Regions from separate parts of the Mustela erminea genome. Here region 1 is linked to region 2. Evidence: chromatin contacts called from public Hi-C data. All regions are on one chromosome and are shown on one strand. The core of a region is the stretch at or near the end of the contact, and the rest is flanking DNA. Distances in the headings are between cores, read along the strand shown.

Region 1 (5,045 bases), core at 1,271-3,770, 56 kb before region 2:
GTGTATTTGGATGTGTCTATCCTGGTTAGCATTTACAATACATATGCTAACAGCCTGAGGCTGGCTGCCAAGAGAGTAGTTTGATTTGAAAATACTTTTCCTAAGCAGATCTCAACGAGTTTCGCTTTACAGGAGCTCCAGAGGAAAAAACACGACCCAGAGCTTGGTCATCTGAAGGCAAAAGGTGGTGAATGCATGCTTACTCTTCATTCCATGGACAGCTAAACTGATAACTAACCAGGTCGGATGATGAGAAGCATAATGGATGCAGCCTGGGTTCAAAACTTGACTCTGCAGATTGCAGCCTGGGCGATCTTGTGCTAGTTACTTAACTTCTCTGTGTCTCAATTTCCTCATCTGTAAAATAGTGGCAACAATTGTACCCACTTCTTAGGCCTGTTGCGAGGAGTTAATTTGTATAAAGAGCTTAGAACAGTGTCCGGCTCACACATAGTGAAGGACAGATATTCCTTCATGTTGGATAACACCAAAACAGAAAGGAGATTATTTCTCCTAGGCATTTAAGTTTTCCGCCTGCATCTTTACAAGCCTTAATTCACTGAGCCTTAGTATTGAGGTTTTGGCTTTATAAGGAAGCAGACTTTCAGAAGGAGGCTCAAGAGTCATTTGTGAATGAATGCCCCTCAATCTGGGGCTGGTGAGAAGCAGGGTAGAATTGTTATTGAAGAGGGAGAAAGGCTGGAAGAATTAAAATCTATCGGGGATGAGATCCAGCATTATCTTTCTTTTCTTCCTATTGAAACAACAACAACAGCAACAACAAAACTTTCAGACAAAAATGAGTAAATATGACTCCTTAGTGAGGGCTGTGGAACTACAGACCTTACCAAAAGAATTAAGTAAGTGGTCTACAATGGCCAATCTTTTGTGCTTTAAAAATCTCTGGATTTAAAAAATGAAAACATGACTTCCTATCCCCCTACCCCCTCTCAAAACCACCCCTCTTTTTAAGTCTTGGTCCTATAGCAGTTTCCTAAGGAATTCTACAAAATGTCAAAGGTTTCACAGAAACTTAAGTTTGCTAATGTATAGTCTACAATGTACACTCTACACTAACAGAAGAAATTAGTATAGGTTGTGTCAAATCGTGTTAAAATACAACATTAAATAAATGCAAAGAGCCCAGAACAAAGAAAGTGATTAAGCTGGTTTAACTGCATTCAACCCACTATGCTAAATCCCTGTAGGGGGCTTGAGTTAAACAACAAACTTGGTTTTTTTGGCCTAAATCCTTTTCTTCAAAGAATACATTTTTCTGGTAATTCCGATAAATTTGTTTTCATCTTCTTCATTTTTCAGTCCCTAGGGAAGCTGGGGTGAGAATAACCTATCCCATTGGGTTACATTTTAGGAAGAGATGGGACTGCGAAGAATGGAATAGAGATCAACTAACTATACAACTAAAGAGGCATTGGGTTAACCGAGGAATGGGAGGTGTGCGATTGTTCAGCCCCAGAAAAAGGCCAGCTAGTGACGCCCGGGATGAGGATTTTATCCGGCAGTGAATCAAGGAAGACTGAGAGGGAGATAATAAGGTGTAATTATAGCAGTGCTGTTAGTGCCTGTTTATGGGGTCTGGCAGCAATTTGGTTGAACACCCCTCATTTTGAGAAATTTGTAATTTGGCAGTAAGAATTCTTGCCTTAAAATTTGGCACAAACCCTCACAGTTTAATATTGCAAAATCTGGGAAATGTTGAAATGTGGCTGCTATTCTAATTGAACTTTTTCAGGCTCTTTCGAATTGGTTTTTTTCCTGTTGGATTCAGAAACAAACGCCTTTTTAAAAGTTCACGAAGGTTTTTTAGACTACAGACTCAAGTAAGCTTACAAGCAGATGTACTGCTGTAGTAAACGCTCACGACTTAAATCTTTGTGTACACACAGTTGCGGGGGAAGGGTGGGGGCTTTAACTTGAAAAACCCGAGTTCATTCTGTTTGGTAGCCCTTTAAAAATTCCTCACAATCAGTATTTTGTTTAATTTCCTTTGAGTCGGAGCGGTGCAACGTGGTGGTGCTCTTGGTTTTATCAACCGACTGCTTCCCCCAAGATTATTCTCCGTTGTTTTAAAGTAGAAGGGAGGTCACCAGGCTTTAGTGAAATGCGGCCAACTCCGGCTGGGACCAAGTTGGCCCAACCGACTTCTCTAAAGTAACTGGAAGTTTTCTGACAGGAAACCGGTCAGTTCTTGTAAGTCTCGGCTCCGGTTCCCACGGCCCCGGCGGCGGAGGCGCCCCCGACGCCCCTCTCTGGGCCGGGGAGGGGCGCGGGGTGCGGGGCGCTGTGGGCGGCAGGGGGCAGCAGCGGGAACCCGTTGTTCTCGAGGCGGGGGGTGGGGCGGGAAGCCGCGCCCCCCCCGTTTCCGCGCCCCGCTCCCTCCCCTCCCCCTCTCACGCCTTCCCTCCCCTCCCCGCGGGGAGGAGGGCGGGGGGTGCGGAGCCCTCTCCCGGGACAGGGGGCGTGCGCGTCCCCTCCGCTCCCCTCCCCCCGGCCGGGCTCTCCTGGCTCCCCGAGGCGGGAGTTTCCAGGAAGAGCTCAGAGCGCGGCCGCACCACCGAGCGCACGGAGACATCAAGTAGTCCCTCAGAGCAACATTATTAGGGAATTCTAGCTGCCAGGGGCTGTCAGAGTCGCAACCCCGGAATGATAGCGGGTGACAGCCTGGCCTGAGGAGCTCAGAGAAAGAGGTCCGAGCTTCCACTGTGCATTGCCGGAGAAAGATGTGTGGGGGAGGCGGAACGAGTTCCGGCGGAGGGCTCGGGCGCGCCCGGTGGAGTGAAGCGCCGCGCGGTCGAAGCGCACACGGAGTTAAAGTGGGCGGGAAAACCCGGAGCGGACTGTCCCTGACACGCCCAGGACCTCCCGTCCCATTTTTCGTGGGGGAGGAGGACGAAAAGAGCAAGGGAGAGAAATGTGTTTCCTTTCCCTGCTACCTAAACCCCCACTGAAGAAAAAAGTGACGACCCGCCAACGGGTACGCGCGGCAGGACGCTTAGGTCCCGCCAGGGCGAGGAGGTGCCGCGTGACTCCTCCTTCTCTAACGTCCGCACCGTCGGCGCACCGCGCGCGGTCAGAAGCCCAGGCCTGTGAGCCGGGGGAGAGCTGAGCGCGCGCATGCGCGCGGTGGCGCGCGCTTCCCGCCCCTTTCCTGAGAGCGTTCGCTTTCCCCCTCCCCCCACGTTCCTGTGCCGCCACCTCAGAGCTTCCCCCGCACCCAGCCCTGTCTTTTCGGGGGAGGTGGCCCGTCTTGCCTATCCACTGACTAACCCCTTCACCTCAGCTTCGCCCCGCCTTCCCTGAGCTCCGGTACAAACTCCGCAGCGAGCGCTCGGCTTTCACATTCCCGCCTCCGCCCTCTATTTCCCCTCCCAACCCTGAAGCACTTCCTGCGAACTGCCCGGGTCTCGCTCTCCTCCGCGCGCCGCCTACTCCCTGCCCCGACTGGGTGGCTGCCTTCACGTTGGCAGAGCCACAGCTTGTGATCCTGTAATTCTTCCTCCAAGTTGCGATCGCCTGCTCCATTTTACAGATGGGGAAGTTAAGGCCCAGAGTTCTAACAGGCTGGATTCTTCGAGTTCTTCCCCAGATTGAACCATAACTGACAATGGAAAGATAAACCCTCAATTTCCTAGAGTTTCAAGCAACCTTGGAAAGACAGCCCCCCAGTCTTTACCTTGGGATCCTCAGTCCGTCAGCAACAGCCATAGAAACAATTTACCCCAAATCAACTCTGTAGTGTTTACTACGTCAGATAAAGGGCCAATTCGAGATCCTAGACTTAGAGGTGATAAGAGGTTATTTGTTCAATGTAAAATCGCTTTTTAACGTGATGTGTCATGTTTTCTCCTAGATCTTGTAATTCTCTTATTCCTCCCCCCATTTGAGAGAAGTTTTTAAGGTTTTGAAAACATTGTGATGGAATTTGTTTCCTCGATTTAAAAAAAAAACCTATTTTATCTTAAAAGATAACTTTTCCTTTTTGTTAATGTTTGGTTATTATTATCCTGAATTCCTCCTCTTCCCAAAGTCAGTTCTTCCATGGGCTTCAGCTCTAATTTGAGTTATGTGTGAGAGGCTTGCAAGAGGTGTCATAAAGAAAGCTGGAAGCGCTGTAAGCCTTTTGTGTACCACAAATCTTAAAGATATAACTGGGAACAAAAGGAAACAGGAGACCCGTGTAATTTTATGTATATCTAGAGATTTCATTAATTCAGATTCAATGATTTGAGACTTATTCCGAGCATGGTAAATATGGATCTGTTTTGTTACTTTTTTTTTTTTTGAATGACACTTTTATCATGATTTCCCTCTATTGCAAATATCTTTCTTTAAAAAAAAAAATATTTTATTTATTTATTTGACACAGAGAGAGAGAGCACAAGTAGGCAGAGCAGCAGGTAGAGAGAGAGAAGGGGAAGCAGACTCCCTGCTGAGGAGAGAGCCCTATGGGGCTTAATCCCAGAACCCTGAGACCATGACCTGAGCCACCCAAACGCCCCTTTGTAAATATTTCTAAATTATTTTTTGGGCTGATGTCTTCTAAGCATAACGATGGTCTTAAGAACCAATCCTGATTTGTTACAAGAGGGTTTTTTGTTAAGTAGACTTAGAGTGTTGCATGCTAACACTTTCTGAATATTTGTTCAGCAAATGGATACTTCCTAGATGCATAGATAGCACTGTTACTTCTTTTGTGGCATATAAAGTTGGACAAGACAGGGCTGGGTTTTTTTGTTGTTTGTTTGTTTTTAAGATTTTACTTAAAATCTTTTTTTTTAAAGATTTTATTTATTTATTTGACAGAGAGAAATCACAAGTAGATGGAGAGGCAGGCAGAGAGAGAGGGAAGCAGGCTCCCTGCTGAGCAGAGAGCCCAATGCGGGACTCGATCCCAGGACCCTGAGATCATGACCTGAGCCAAAGGCAGCGGCTTAACCCACTGAGCCACCCAGGCGCCTCAAGATTTTACTTAAAATCTTAAGTAATATTTTACTTAAGAGAGTGAGAGAGAGCATGCCCAGGGG
Region 2 (4,822 bases), core at 927-3,426:
TACACTCCAGCTCTGAGGAAAATGGCAGGGTAATTGCATGTAAAAATTCCTCATTTGTGTGCAGGACTCAGGACTGTTTGCCAGCTCAGAAGCAGTTGATTAAATAGCCAAGCTCCATTTATGAGGCAGCCTATAATTTGGTTTCTAGGACCTAATGCACCGGGAGAGTAGTTGCCCCTGAGGACTGTGAGTGAAAGGAGGGCACTGGCCCATTCCAGTCGGTCAGAGCCTGGTAGTTTGGTTCTTGACTTGAGGGGGGGGGGGGGGAACCCACCAGGCTTAGATTAACAGAAAGGTTTTGTCTTTTTAGTGTAAGATGATATTAAGTTTTCTTCAGAGTAGGAATGACTTCAGGTTTTTTTAATTATTCACGGTGACCAGCGGCATGACCAGAGTTTGTCCAAGGGGCCTGCAGGATCTGGAAGTTCTAAGATAATGAATCTGTGGCTATGACGTCTCCATTTATAAAATCTGAGGGGAAAAGAGGCCCTGGTGTCTAGTGACTACACTGGCCTGGGCCTCTCCCAAGGCAGCCTTGGGCCTGGTGAGGAGCTGGAATCCCCTCTGGCTTTTGCAGCCTGTCACGTCAGAGCATTCCAAATCAGCTTGAGGCGGAAAAAGCTGCTGCTGGGATTTGGTAGGGCTGGAGATCTAGAGTTTTCTATGTATGTTTCTAGCTCAACTGGCACCTTTTGAAATATAATAGTAAACTTTGAAGAATCTTTACACTGGGGGGTTGAAAACAATTTGGTTGCATCCATTTTTTAAGTGACCTGTTAGACTGCCCCTTTTCTCTCTTTAAATAAGGAGAAAATGGTTGGCCTCTCTGTGGCCATCCCCATTCTGCCGTGGTTCCTTTGAACACTCAGTTTCCCTCAGTCCCTGGAGCCTCTTGTGTCAAGTGTTCACAGTCTTACAGGTATTATCTTCAGAGACTGGGGCTATGATCATTGTGGCCTAAGTTCTCTTAAGAGGAAAAATTGGCCTTGGGTTCTCCTGCTAGAAGGCTGTCATATGTCCCCAAAATAGCTTCAATGGTGGTCATTTTATGTTAGTGTTGAGATAATCTAAGGTTGAGATGATCTGCTTTCAGCTTTGATCTCAAACCCATTCTTATATTCTGATCACATTGTTGAATGTGGGAGGACTTGACGGCTTTTTTTTTTTTTTTTTTTTCTTTTAAGGCTTAATGGACGGGGACTCTGCTGCTTTTAAAAATCACCCTCCTCTGTGCTTTGACTGACAGGGCAGTCCCTTCCCCTCCGTCTTCAATTCTATAAAATGGGGATAATCGGAACCTCATGCCCCCAGGGCCTTATGAGGCCTGGCTAATGAGGGAGGGGAGTGGAAAAACGGAAAGTCTGAACAATGATCTGTCACTCCTTTGGGCTTGCAAAGGGGGTAAAATGTAAGGCCCTGCTCGTTCACTCAGCTGGGTCTTTAAGAGCGGGTTTGTAAAAGGCTTTGAAGAAAAGTGCTGTAGAGGTGCTAAGTAGCAGCCAAGAGACCAGGCCCGCTGCCAGGGGGTCAGGCCTGGGCCGAGGCAGCCGCGGTCTCGGGCTCAGGCCAATTTTGCAGCCGCGAGTAAAGTTCACGCTGCCCGCTCCCCTCTGTGCGGCCTGGAGGGGACCGACCCGGATAGGAACGCCAAGAGGAAGGCGGCGCAGGCTCCGGAGAGGCGTGGGCTCCGGGCCGGGTTTTCCCCGAAGCCTTCGGCGGCGGCGCTGCCGAGCGAAAGCGGCAGAGGGCCTGCCGCCGCCGCGGCTCGTTCTCTCCCCTCCTCCTTTGTGAGGGGAAGGGAGCGAGTCCGTTCCATGGCCTGCACCCGCTCCGCGCTCCGTTCCGGGTTTGCCAGGCGGCCGCGACGGCGCTGGGTAAAATGGCAGTGCTGAGCCTCGTGTCGGAGTGAGGGGGACTCGGAGGAGAGTGGGGCGCTCTAGCCGCTCAGTCCGGCCGCCCGCCCGCTCGCCAGCCCGCTGCCGCGCAGCAGCCTCGGCCCGCGCCGCGGCCGGGGAGGGGAGGCAGGGCGCCCGGCCGGGTCCGCGCTCCGACTCTGCCTCCCGGCGCCCGGGCTGCTGCCGCGCGCCCTCCAGCCCGCCCGTCCCGGGTCCCCCTCCCCCCGCTCCCTCCCTCCCTCCCCGCCCCCTCCCCCTCGCCTCCCTCCCTCCCTCCCTCCCTCCTCCTTTCTCCGGCAGCAGAAAGCGGAGAGTCACAGCGGGGCCAGGCCCTGGGGAGCGGAGCCTCCACCGCCCCCCTCATTCCCAGGCAAGGGCTTGGGGGGAATGAGCCGGGAGAGCCGGGTCCCGAGCCTACAGAGCCGGGAGCAGCTGAGCCGCCGGCGCCTCGGCCGCCGCCGCCTCCTCCTCCTCCGCCGCCGCCAGCCCGGAGCCTGAGCCGGCGGGGCGGGGGGGAGAGGAGCGAGCGAGCGAGCGCCGCGCAGCAGCGGAGCCCCGCGAGGCCCGCCCGGGCGGGTGGGGAGGGCAGCCCGGGGGACTCGGCCCCGGGGCGGGGTGGGAGGGGGGGAGAAGACGAAGACAGGGCCGGGTCTCTCCGCGGACGAGACAGCGGGGATCATGGCCGCGCAGGTCGCCCCCGCCGCCGCCAGCAGCCTGGGCAACCCGCCGCCGCCGCCCTCGGAGCTGAAGAAAGCGGAGCAGCAGCAGCGGGAGGAGGCGGGGGGCGAGGCGGCGGCGGCGGCAGCGGCCGAGCGCGGGGAAATGAAGGCAGCCGCCGGGCAGGAAAGCGAGGGCCCCGCCGTGGGGCCGCCGCAGCCGCTGGGAAAGGAGCTGCAGGACGGGGCCGAGAGCAATGGGGGTGGCGGCGGCGGTGGAGCCGGCGCCGGCGGCGGGCCCGGCGCGGAGCCGGACCTGAAGAACTCGAACGGGAACGCGGGCCCTAGGCCCGCCCTGAACAATAACCTCACGGAGCCGCCCGGCGGCGGCGGCGGCGGCAGCAGCGATGGGGTGGGGGCGCCTCCTCACTCAGCCGCGGCCGCCTTGCCGCCCCCAGCCTACGGCTTCGGGCAACCCTACGGCCGGAGCCCGTCTGCCGTCGCCGCCGCGGCGGCCGCCGTCTTCCACCAACAACATGGCGGACAACAAAGCCCTGGCCTGGCAGCGCTGCAGAGCGGCGGCGGCGGCGGGGGCCTGGAGCCCTACGCGGGGCCCCAGCAGAACTCGCACGACCACGGCTTCCCAAACCACCAGTACAACTCCTACTACCCCAACCGCAGCGCCTACCCCCCGCCCCCCCAGGCCTACGCGCTGAGCTCCCCGAGAGGTGGCACTCCGGGCTCCGGCGCGGCGGCCGCCGCCGGCTCCAAGCCGCCTCCCTCCTCCAGCGCCTCCGCCTCCTCGTCGTCTTCGTCCTTCGCTCAGCAGCGCTTCGGGGCCATGGGGGGAGGCGGCCCCTCAGCGGCCGGCGGGGGAACCCCCCAGCCCACCGCCACCCCCACCCTCAACCAACTGCTCACGTCGCCCAGCTCGGCCCGGGGCTACCAGGGCTACCCCGGGGGCGACTACGGCGGCGGGCCCCAGGACGGGGGCGCCGGCAAGGGCCCGGCGGACATGGCCTCGCAGTGCTGGGGGGCTGCGGCGGCGGCGGCGGCGGCGGCAGCAGCCGCCTCGGGAGGGGCCCAACAAAGGAGCCACCACGCGCCCATGAGCCCTGGGAGCAGCGGCGGCGGGGGGCAGCCGCTCGCCCGGACCCCGCAGGTACACAGCTGAGTGGGGAGGGGGCTGGGGTGAGCGGGGTCCTGGGAGTGGGTGGCGGCTGCGGGGAGCAGGCCACAGCCTTGGGCTACCCCCAGTCCGGGGCCCCCACTGCTGGGGAGCTGCCATTGTCTGGCTGTTCTCTTAAAATGGCTGCCTGTCTGCCTTCCTCTCCTTCCCTCCTTCAGCCTTTGTGTGGGGCTTTCCCTGAGGTGTATGCTCCCCTTCTCCCTCTCCCCTGGTCCCTTCGAACTCCTGGGGTCTTCAGAGGGGTGCAGGGCAGAATGTGCGGGAAAGGGCCTGGCCCGGGGTGAGGGGGGTGCTGGGGGCTCAGCTTAGGGGTGTGCAGTGCTATGAGCTCGGGGGTTGAGTGGACAATTCTTTGCTCACCTGCCGCTCCTCTCTGCCCGCCCTCCTGCCTTCCTCTAGGCCGTTCCCCATCTGTGCTTTCAAGGAGGGGCCCCTCGGGCTCTGGGGTACCTCGGGGGAGGTCAGGGGCCTGCTTGGGGGCAGCTAGAGGCCGGCTGCGGCTCACCCAGGGCAGCCCGGGCCATCTCCTGTCTTAGTCTCCGTCGGCCCAGTGGCCTGGGCTTCTCCCTGGAAGTGCTGGTAAACAGCTGAGTGATTGGAGTAGTAAGTGCAGATTGCTTTGGTTTGGGATTTGAATTATGGAGGTAAAATCCTTCTGTCAAAGCCAGGAGACAGTTGGTCTTAGGTTGACATCCTATCTGTGATCTGATTGGCTCCCCATCTCCTGCTCTTGGCCATTTATAATTGCCTCTGATGTAATGGTACAACAATCCTGATGAGCTCATAAACTTTTACACTCTGCTTTTCTGCCAGTGATAACCCAAACCATCGCTGCCACTATCTGCCTTTTATTCCAGAGCTGAAATTGGCTGTGACCTTGAGGAGGGAGGTTTAAGCAGCAATACTGTATCAGCAGGAGCAGAGCCCCAGACAGGCTGCCCTTGTTACATTGTGCCGAAACAAAAGAGGAGGCAGTGGCATTTTGCTTGTACCTTGGATTTATTTTGCTTGTTATGTTTTATGCAGCCTGAAATAGATTCTGTGTTGTCAGAACAGTAGCTGAGTTTTTCTCTACAATGGGT

The links. A called contact is a pair of places that touch in the nucleus more often than the background predicts.
Region 1: a contact with region 2 is called in a Hi-C map of skeletal muscle, with 8 times the contacts expected there. The contact joins the enhancer-like site here to the promoter of ARID1A in region 2. A contact is called at or near these places in 3 of 3 Hi-C or Micro-C datasets (fibroblasts, skeletal muscle and spleen).

Annotation. Positions count from the first base shown.
Region 1 is chr10:90,277,081-90,282,125 of mMusErm1.Pri, reverse strand. No RefSeq gene overlaps it. Among named protein-coding and RNA genes, the nearest start is that of ARID1A, 56 kb to the right of the region's middle. Within about 2 kb of position 2,520, the one cell type or tissue checked has open chromatin away from gene starts, as enhancers often do. A contact at or near this core is called in fibroblasts, where this site is marked.
Region 2 is chr10:90,220,558-90,225,379 of mMusErm1.Pri, reverse strand. ARID1A (AT-rich interactive domain-containing protein 1A) reads left to right here and starts at 2,176. Exons shown (of 19, transcript XM_032303444.1): 1 at 2,176-3,713. The coding sequence starts at 2,574.